2 separate regions of the Rattus norvegicus genome follow, and region 1 is linked to region 2. Evidence: chromatin contacts called from public Hi-C data. All regions are on one chromosome and are shown on one strand. The core of a region is the stretch at or near the end of the contact, and the rest is flanking DNA. Distances in the headings are between cores, read along the strand shown.

Region 1 (5,171 bases), core at 107-2,606, 140 kb before region 2:
GGCTCCCAAATCACACTGAATGGGAAGCCTAGACGGTGCAGGTCTGCTCCATCTGTTCATAAATCCGTATAGGAATGCCCTGCTGTTTGGATTCTGGAGTGGTTACTTCTATTTACTGGCTCATTCTAGCCTGGTCTCTAAGGCTGGTGTTTAATCCGAGTGCCCTCCACCTCTAACTCCGTGGACAACTTAATAGGAACCCTAGTGACCCCGGGAGCCAGTGAGACTAGCAGCCAAGGAATAAGAGGTAGGAGGGATAGCATTAGGTAGTTAGAAGGTAGATGGACCCGAATGTAGGGATCCAACAGTTGGCAATCATGTCAAGGAATGCTCTGCCCCAACTTTAGGGTCCTAAGGGGGTAAGTCAGGAGGATGTGGTCTATAAAGAGAAAACAGGGCCACTAGACAGAGGCTGGGGGCGCGGACCGACTCTGCCTTCAATAAGCTACAGCGGAAAAGGGACGCGATCCCGCGAAGTGTCTAATCACGCGGGAGCCCTGTTCTCGGAATAGTTGAAGACCTCCTTGGCCTACCGCCAAGTGACATCGCACTAAGAATCCGAGAACAGTTTTACGACTCCGACCTCAAGCTTTCTTGGACCCGCACAGGTTCACTACCCTACCCTCCGGTCTTCACAATGTACAGGTGATGCAAAAGCACGGGGTTCTCAGTGCTACCCCCATCGCCTGCGGTCCTCTCCCGCTCCGGATCCCGAGTTGGGGCTAGCTCTCTAGGTCAGACAAGGCTGTGTTCACCCTCCCAGCCCTGCAGACAAGACCGACTCCCACTCTTTTCTCAGACTCCTTCTACCACTAATCTAGGCTGCAAGCACCGTGGTTCGGGTACCTCAAAAGCTCACTCCCTTCTATCAAGCTCCGGATCCAACCTGTGCCTGAGACTCCAGAGGCAAAGCACCGACCTGCAGCCAGCCCTTTGTTTGAATGTGCGTGTCTCTGGCCACCGCCTGCAGCCCTGGTCTCTCTGGCGCTTGCATTCTGGGTCTAGAGGCCTCTCCCCTCGCCAGTGTCCCTCCCAAGGGTGCAGACGCGCCTATTGTCCGCGCTCACCGTGGCATCCTGACCAGCGTAGTGGCTGATGACCCGGGAGCCTCCCGGGTGGCGGCGACTGAAGTCGCTGATGTTGTACACCTTCCGGTCGATCACGAGCCATCGCTCCTTCTCCCTCCCGGAGCGCTGCGCCACCTCCTCCCAAGTAAAGTAGCGCATTTGGCGGAGCTGGGCGGAGGCCGGGTCAGGGGTCTGCACCGGGTCGGGAGCCATAATAAGCCTGGTTGGGGAAGCCGGAGCGGGAGCTGGAGAGGCGCGCGCTCGGGGCTGCGAGGCAGCGCACGCCAGCCTCGCCAACTAGGGGAGAGTCGGGCTGCCGCGAGCGCGCTCCCGGAGACCGCCGTTCGCGCGCAGGGTTTTCAGCACCGTTGGCGCGGACCTCCAAGCCCCGCGGCGCGCCCTCCCATTGGCTGAGCCGAGTGGTGTGGGAGCGAGCTCCGCCTCTCTGGGGCCAGCAGAAATCGACCCCCACCCCCACCCCTTCCCGGGAGAGACTCCGGCTACTGCGGGCGGCAGAGACGCGCCCCCTCGCGGGTGCCTGAAAGTGGTCTCCAGGCGATTCCACTTTTGAATGGGGTTTTATTGAGAATGGTAGGGATAACGGTTCCGGTGAGTCACAGCTTGCTGTGGCTAAGGCGGAGGCCCCGAGGGCGCATAGAATCTTGGTGTGGACATACAAAAGAGAAAATAGTTTCGGAACAGGTTGTCATGTAGCTCAGGCTGGCCCCGGACTCACTGTGTAGCCGAGAATGACCTAGAACTTCTGACTCTCCTGAGGTCTGGATTTACAGGCACGAGTTACCCACGTCCTGTTTTATGCAGCGCATTGTGCTAAGGCAAATGTTCTATTAATTTCCTGCCCCAAGGAAACACGTGACAAATTAAACACAGTGGCTTTAACAAACAAAACAGCACCCTGGCCCAGTAGACGTTCAGAGATCCATTTCCTAGCAAGGTGGGCAGTTCACAAATGCGGAAAGAAAGGGGATTGACCTAAAGAAATAGACTGGCTACAGTTCCGGGGTTTTGCTCACTTTGTAAACCAAGGCTAACAGAAGGCTTGTCTGCTATGATTGGCCAACACTTTTGACTTACAAGAAAGTAGTGCTAGGAACTTGGAGATGTGTCAGTGTGATAAAGGCCCTTGACATCTGAAGACCTGAGTTTAATCCCAGAGACCCACATGGTAGAAGGAGAAAACCAACCAGCTCCTACAAGTTGCCCTCTGACCTCCAAGCATGCTCACACACCTACGAAAAGAAAGAGGGGTACTGAGGATAGCAACAGATGGAGGGAAATAAAGTCTTCTGGATGACAAAGGACTCCTGACCTTTGATCTTGGGAAAGCTGTCTGTGTCTGGGGAGCCTGCTACTTCAGGAGGCAAAGTCCTTGATCACCTTTACTCAGTGATAAAAAGGGGTAATTCCAAGAGTCTGGGGACCTTAATCCACAATGTGTGCGAGCAGCGTGTGTGTGTGTGTGTGTGTGTGTGTGTGTGTGTGTGTGTGTTCCCATGGTCACGCACAGGTATACATGTATGTGTGGAGGTCAGAAAACAATCACGGGCATGCCATCCCCCTCCTTTGAGGCAAGGTCTCTGGCTTGAAGCCTTGACTAGACGTGCTTGGCCACTGATCCCCAAAAGACCCTATTTCCATCTCACCAGTACTGCAATTCCAAACACTTTGCCACTATGTCAAACATGGGTTCTGCAGATCAAACATTTTAAAAGGAAAATGCAAGCACTTTACCGAGTGAGCCATCTTCCCAGACCCAAGGAATCCTTTGGGATAGAATGATATGGATCTAAGATTACAGGCTCTGAAATTTTGCTGCATGGAGGGTCCTTCCAATGGAGTTCAAGGTCAGCCTTTTTCTGATGTTATTTTTAAAAAGTGCCTGTCTCCAGGTTCTAGCGTGTGTAAGGTCTGGGTGCTATTACTTGCTGGATCTCAAAGTACTGCTTGTACCTGGTTAAAAAAAAAAATGCTGCGGTATTGGTTCCATATTACCTGTGTGACAGTTTATAGTGATTCTGTTGTTAGGAGATGGCTCTCAGTCCTTATTCACAGATTCGTGTTTCCCGGTGGGAGTTGACGTGATCGCCATCAGGAACATTGATTAAGATGATCCATCTGACTTCACTTTGTCTGATGGATGGCCTTGGTTTGTGGTACCTTAAGCCGTTTTGCAACTTGCTCAGTGAAAGTGAGTCTTCCTCGTTTGCTGTTGATGTCTTCAGGAATGCTCCACAAAGTAAATGCTATTTCTAATAACCTTTGAATAAAGAAGAAAAATAAAGGTTGACAAGATGGCACCCGGTGAGGGGGCTGACAATGTGAGTTCATCTCTGGAGCCCATGTATCGAGGAGAGAACTGACTTGTTAATTATCCTCTGGCCTTCACATATGCATCTTGGCCTACATACCTACCTACCTACCTACACACACACACACACACACACACACACACACACACACACACACACACACCAATAAACAAAGAAAAATACAGCTTTTAAAAGCTTTAAAGACAAAAATAAAAATGAAGAAAGGCAGGCCTTGCCTTCTTTGTTTTAACATCTACTATTTCTAGTGATTTTAGATCCATATTGTGTTTGACTATGGTTAGTTTTGTCCCTGGAGACATAGCCCGGGCTGATCTGGAACTCACTGTGATCAGCGGATTAGCTTCCAAGTTGTAATAATCTGATCACCCTGCTTCGGCCTCCCAAGTGCTGCAATCACAGGCAGGCACCACCTCTGTGTGTCACTAGTTATTAGTCAGAATTATCCAGTTTTAGCGGCCTTAATTGTCAGGAGACACTAGGACACGATTAATCATGAAGTTTGTATCACAGCCTCAGCGGTGGTATCCACCAGCAGTGTGTGGATTGGTGAATCTAGCGATCTATATTCGAGAAGCTTCCTCTCAATGGCACAGGGCCTGTTCTCTAACAATTCCGTGTATTGTTAGCCTTTCTGTAATAGGGAACTTTCCTGGGAGCAGAACTCCACCTCTATCCTCCTAGGAGGTTTTGTTCTTGCTTTGGCTAAGTGTGAGAGCTAGATTGTCTGTCCCAGCATTCCTCAGCCTCAGTTTTCTATTCTTTTTTTTTTTAAAGCAGAAAGTTTGATATATTTATCCAGAAAAGGGACTGCAGGAGCATGACGTTTGAGAGGAAATCTCTTAGTCAGCAATCCTGTTGATTCCAACTTTTCTCATCCTGATGAGGCTCTCTTGTCTGAAGCTCTTCATGCACTCAGGTACTTTGCATGATGCCTGATGTGGTCACTGACGAAGGTTGCAATGAGGTGGTAGCTATGATCATAACCCTCTTGGAGCCTAAAATCAACAGGGATTTTCTTTTCTGTGCAGGCAGCGATGAAGTTGTCAGGGAGTAACTGCCCATCTGAGAGAAACTCTTCATCTTTCCTTGATCAGTTAGTATGTCAGTCTGCGAGCCCCAATAGGCCTTCATGAGACAGGCTGCCTCCTATGCCTTCCGTTCACTTTGATCTGGTCCCAAACATCCATTAAAAGCTTTTTTGCCCCAAGGACAGAGCACAGGGTTGCAAATTGGAAGAAATGCTGACACAGATCTGTATTTCCCAGAATTTTTCTCAAAGCACAAATCAGAGCTCCGTGGCCTCCCACGGAGTGACCTCTGTGGGTCCACCGGGAAATTGGCATTTATGAGTTTGCGGAAGCTCCTCTGTTATGTAAGCCTACATTCTGCAGTTAGCGTTCCAAGGATCTTCGGTGGCATTCACGTAAAACCCAGCACCAGTGCCAAAGTCCCAAATGTCATCTTCTCCTTTAACATCGAAGCCACTTGGGAGTCAGGGGTGCTGCTCCAGGAGCAATGACCACAAGACGGTGTCCTGAGGCAGCTTGCTGATAGCCAGACTTTGATATGAAATTTTGTTCTGTGCAAGTTAAGCCAGTGCAGGGCACTTTCCTCACTTTCATTTTACATTTCACTCAACGCTGCTGTGTTCGAAAACTTTCTGGAGGCCGCCAAAGCACCTGATGCTGGAAATCCGTTTTAGCACCATTCTTCTCTTTGGTGAGGTGACAGTTTTCTATTCTTGATAACAGTG
Region 2 (5,716 bases), core at 866-3,365:
ATCACAGACAAAGCCTTCTGAACTTAGACTCCTTCCAACCTTAGACTTGAGTACACCAGGTATTTTTAACAACTCTACCCCCAATGTCTGGTGCTGATAGCAATCTCTTCCTATTACAGGCAGGGTCAGAGATAGACAAGCTCACCCAGAAAAGGCTTGGGAGTGCTGAGACTGTCCCACTGCACTCTCCAGTCTTCATACATATACTCTAAAAAGCAGTTACCAAACAGACAACTACGACAGAGTAGCATGATTGAGCGAGGTGTGGTCTTGCCCTAGGCTGACTTGCCATATAGCCTAGCTATCCCCACCTGGCCAATGGAGAAGCTAAGGTTGAGAGGAGCGCCTTCAGTGGGAGAGCCAGAACCCTGCTTCAAGATGCAGAGAGATGTTTTCTTAACAGACCTTACTGGCTGTGAATCAAAATGGTGGCTACAGTAAAACCATTAGATAGAGGTCTCAGGGCACTGAGCTAAATATAAAGTTAGGGGGTTGGGGATTTAGCTCAGTGGTAGAGCGCTTGCCTAGCAAGTGCAAGGCCCTGGGTTCGGTCCCCAGCTCCGAAAAAAAGAAAAAAGAAAAAAAAAATATAAAGTTAGGAATTCCATGTAGGAGACCCCTGTACAGGCCTGGCCCTAAGCAAGAAAAAGCAGGCAGTGCTCTCTGCTATCCTTCCCTTCTCCTGCCCAGCATCCTGTCCTACGATACAACATGATCCTCACAGGGTTACAGGGGCTCAGTGAGAGGGGCTGTGGCACCTCATGCCCATCATGCTCTGGTAGAAAGAAGGTACGCACATGCACGCACGCACGCACGTACACACACACACACACACACACACACACACACACACACACACAGTATGGTCCACAGGTTGATGATTTTCAGGAACCTTATCTCAGTTGCCTGGAGTGAATCCAGGAGGGGAAGGACAGTGACAGTAAAGTCCTGGGACGCAGAGAATCTTCTCTGATGCCCCCAGGTTCTTCCACTAGAGATCATGCCCTCCAGTCTTAATGATCTTCCTGGTACCCGATGTGACTAACCTACAGTTTTGGACAGTTGAGGACAGAGCATACGGTCTCAACCTTTGTCCATGGAGTGGGACTGGGGGTCTGGGAAATTGCTTCACCACTGGGCTCCAGCCAGACAGTCCTTCAGGCCAGTCACATCCCTCCTTGTGAATGGGTAGCTAGAGTCCCCAGGGGCCAGTCCGCGCCTGGGGTGACTGTGCTTCCCATGGAGGCCCACCCAGCCTGGCAAAGTCTTCCCACGTGTAGCTGCCAGCCCAGCAGAGGTGAGTCACTGGCCCTCAGAACAGTCCACACAAATGCTGGATCAGCCACAGACCTCCAGGCCCTGCCCAAGCTCTGCTGCCCAGCCCCCAGCCTCTGATGGCATATCCCTATCTGCTAGGGACCCAGCCCTGCACCTCGCTCTTGGAAGCATCAGATAATAGTCTGAGAGACTCGGAGCAGCGATGAGACCCTCAGTACAACAGGGAGGTACTTAACTAGAGTAGAATCTGCCCCTCATGGCACACCCACCTCTGTGGGCCCATTCCTGCCTGAGACCTATTTATTGCACAGACTGACCCAACAGCTGGTCCTCCGTGCAAGAAAGAGACCACCTTACCCCAGGTTCCATCTCAACTCTGGAGGTAGGGAGTAGGGGTCAAAGGTCAGAAGGAGCAAAAAGGATGCTAAGGTCCGCAGGTGGAATGAGACTCAGAGCCTATGAACCACATCTCCCTCCCCACCGCTAGCACCAGGCTCCACCCCGCCGGCAGTGGGTTAGCTTACCGTGGCGTCCTCCGCGCTGTGGTGGCCGATGAGGCGGCTACCCCCTGGGTGCCGCTGTGCCCAGCGGCTGATGTCGTAGACGCGGCGCTCGATGACCAGCCACTTGTCGCCTGGTAGGTCATGCTGGCGGATCTGCTCCCAGCGGAAGATGGGCAGGGGCGCCCCCAGCGGTGCGGGCCCCTCCCGTGGCCCGGGTCCCCCACCGGGCTCCCCGACGCCGCCCATGGCCGCTATGCACAAGTCCTCCGGACCCCGGTACGTGGCAGAGGTCTGAGAGATGGAGGGAGGCGAGGTCGCAATCGGGGGTCTTCCTCCGCCGCCGCCTGCCCTGCCGGCCCCGCCCTGCCGCTGCGGCCGCCGTACGAGCGTGCGCCTGCCCGGCTCTCCGCGCAGGGAACTTTTCCCTCCCTTATAACCGCGCTGACAGCGCTCGCCTCGCCCGCCCCTCGTCCCGGCCCCCGCGCTGGCCAGTCCCGCTCCCGCTCCAATCCAGGCGCGGCGCCTCCACATCTATTGGCTGCCCGGGGAGGGCGGTGTCTCGAAGGGACTCGCCCCACCCTCGAGGGCCTGGGGCCACCACACCCAGCCCTGCCCCTGGGGCACTGTCCCGCCCCCCAGTTTCTCGGACTCTGGGCTCCACCGAGAAAGCGGGGGGGGGGGGGGGGGGATGGGGACCCAGCACACACCGGAGTCCTGCAGGCCGCTGCGCTCAGGCGCACCCCTAGGGGCCTGAGAGGAGCCCAAGTCTGAACCCTGAAAGGCTGAGAAATGTAGTTAGGGACGTCACAGGTCTTTAGCCATGCATCCCAGGTGGCTAGAAATGAGGACACTACCTCTGGGTGACTGTCGACAGGCTCCAAACAATGGACCTCACCTCCCAACAAACCCTCAACATGCACATGAGGAAGCCATCTAAAGCAGTGTTGGAGCTGTTGGCCGCTTCTCCCCTCTGGCTGCACACAGGATTGGGGATACCCAGGTTGGCCACTGCAGAAGAGCAGTAGATGACACTGGTGCCTGGAGGTCTGCAGTTCATGAGATGAAAGAATGGTCCAGTTTGCAATGAGTGGCTTGCTTGTTAACCACCTCACAGTTCTCTCCCTTCATGGGGTCCTGTTTTTGACTTACTAAATTCAAACCCTCTTGAGAGTGTGACTACGTTCCCAATTGTACCCTGTTACTTTGAGATAGACATCCAGTTCCTTAAAGCTTTCACAACTGGCAAACTTGAAGATCCATCAGAACTTCCTAGAGGGCCAGTTAAAACAGACTCCCGCACACCACCCTAGTGTGACTCAGGGCAGAAAGGTGAGGCCTGCTTGTTGGGAGAAAATCTTTTCAGAGCCTTAAAGTGTATTTTTTTTCTAATATGTTGACATTTCCTCTTGGTCTACCAAAGGATTTGTAGGAGACCTGACCTAAGGCACCCCTGTGGATACCCAAATCAACCTGTGCTTCTTGCCTATATAAGACAGTATATGCACATAACCTTCACACATCCCCCCATACACTTTAAACCGTCTCTGAATTCCTCGTAATGTCTAATGTGATGTAGATGCTCTATAAATAATTGCTCACTGCATCATTTAGGGAACAATAAGACTAAAGAGGCTGAAAGCATTCTGTCCAGATGCAACTATTACAGGCCTAAATCCACAGGACAAGGGAGAGAAGCAGAGGCCACCAACACCAGAAACTGTTGGCTGGATACCTGGGACCTGTGACATGAGAGGTGACATCAGGGCCAGCCTACATACACCCTGCTTCCTTCACACGGAGTGTGGCACATTCCAGTCCTACAGTCTGGAGATTGCTAGACTTGTTTTCAGAACATGTCCAATGTACTGCTGTTGTGTCTTAGACTGCAGAACTCACAAAGAAGGAAAATCCGTGATATATATGTCACGGGCAGACTAGAGTTAGCAGAAAGGCGCTTCTTGGTTGTCTCTAGTTTGAGGAACTCTTGCTTTGCTTAGCCAGGACCAATAGGCCCAAGATGTTGCCACAAACGGGAGCTGTTTAATCCCTTTCTATGAAGGTTCTTCAAAATCCTAGAACATGTTTTTTCTGCACACCTGAGGTTACAGGAGCCCTGGCCAAAGAGGATGGATGGCATGTGCTGCCCCCACATGGTCACAGTGAGGACTGGGCTAGAGAAAGCCTGCTCTTCCCAGGTGAATGCGCCTCTTGTATCCAAACTTGGATGCCCATAGGGTGTGGGCCTTGTTCTGTTCTCAGCACCTCTCACTACTAAGATGTGGCTGACTCAAAGGCCATTCAAGGGTTTCTTCCCTGTAGGCTTGGCCTGGACTCAGGTATGGGAGGTAAACTGGGCAGACTGGGGAGATAAACCAAGGACAAGGCTCTAACCATGCTACCCCTCTTCAGTCCAGCATGGAGTCTACAGGTGGTCTGGCACTCTCTACACCTGATCTAGCTGTGTGTTCTCATAAAGCCTAAACTATGTGTGACCTTTCTCCACCTCCCACATAAGCAGCTTCCCACTTTAGTTCTCTGTAGGTCTTGGGGTCATCCCTAGGTCACTCTGTCTCTCTGATCTCTGACTCTGGGGAACCTGCAACTTGCAGAGAGTCAGGGGTTAGGGCAGCTTGAGGCTCCATTGTCTGTCCACAAATCCCCAAATCTGGGCAGCTGAGGCTTCTCAGACCACTTGGAAAGGGAGAGGCATCACTCGACATTCCTGAGCTGCCATTGGATCACTGCCAGGGTGTGTGAATGTAGGAGGGAGAGGGAAGCCAGCCAAATGGAGTGCTTTTGGGGGGGAGGGGGCGACAAGCTTGAGGTTTGAGAGTCCCCTTGAATGCCTTGAATACAACCCCTTACCTCTGTCCCAGCTGGATTCCTCACTGTTGTAAGCTTTCACCCAGGCCTCTGGTTGGATGCCTTGAAATCACCACCCCCTACAGAGCCACCAGCTACTTACTGTCCTGGAGCCAAGAGATGTTTGTGCAGTGCCAGGGAGGCTCAACAAGCTAGATAGGCAAGCAGTGGCTTTAAGCACAAGCTCTGAAGCCACCAAGAAAAAGCAGTCCTGGAGCTCAGGCAGCAGAAGCACAAAAGGGGACTCAAGTCAGAGCTCTAGGGTTTGGCTTGAGTCACAGATCTCACCATGAGTTTAGTTATTAGTTCGGGGTACAACTCTTCTGAGAAAGGAGGGGCACAGAGGCCAGGGCACCACAGGATTATGTAAAGGCTGTTTGTTTGAAACTATTTAGGCCAGCAACGACAAGCCTATCAGCAACTATGGTGAAACACAGCTCCTTAGAACACCTTGGTAGTAGCCAGACACACAGAAATGTGCAGTGAAGGGGAGAAGACCCCCCAAATCACTACTCAGGACACAGATCAAAGCCCAGGGAGCAAACACCTCACATCTATTAGAATGGTTACTACCAAAACCAGTAAAATAATTTTGGCCAGGAGGCAGAAAAGTTGGGGCCCTGGGCTATTGTTGGTAGAACTTTAAAGTGGTACAGCCACCATGGAAAAAGTATGGAGGGTCCTCTAAAACAAAAACAAAACAAAACAAATAAAAAAAAAACCCTACCATATGAGCCAATTTACTAATGGTCATTTATTAAAAGGATTCTATGCAAGCTCTCCAAGGGATATTAGCATATGCATCAGTAGGTACCAGTAACCCATGTCTGTCTCCAGTGAATGGATAAACACAGAGGGGTGTTACACATACATCAGAATATTACTAAGTCTTAAAAAGGAAATCCTGTCATCTTACAACACAGACGCATATTGACATTACATTAAGTGAGACAAGCCAGCCACTAAGAGATCAATCTTGCTGATTGCATCTACAGCAAATCTCCAGAGGAGTCAGATTCACAGAGGCAGAAGGCAAGATGCTGAGGACCACAGTCTAGGGACAGGAGAAATAG

The links. A called contact is a pair of places that touch in the nucleus more often than the background predicts.
Region 1: a contact with region 2 is called in a Hi-C map of hepatocytes, with 1.6 times the contacts expected there. The contact joins the promoter of Fads1 here to the promoter of Fads3 in region 2. A contact is called at or near these places in 11 of 12 Hi-C or Micro-C datasets (the A7r5 cell line, the Rat2 cell line, Schwann cells and 7 more).

Annotation. Positions count from the first base shown.
Region 1 is chr1:216,248,877-216,254,047 of GRCr8, reverse strand. It overlaps Fads1 (fatty acid desaturase 1), which reads right to left and starts at 1,356. Exons shown (of 12, transcript NM_053445.2): 1 at 1,068-1,356. The coding sequence starts at 1,280. It also overlaps the pseudogene LOC134483969.
Region 2 is chr1:216,107,272-216,112,987 of GRCr8, reverse strand. It overlaps Fads3 (fatty acid desaturase 3), which reads right to left and starts at 2,115. Exons shown (of 12, transcript NM_173137.1): 1 at 1,803-2,115. The coding sequence starts at 2,027. It overlaps Rab3il1 (RAB3A interacting protein-like 1), which reads right to left. Exons shown (of 10, transcript NM_134411.2): 10 at 5,379-5,716.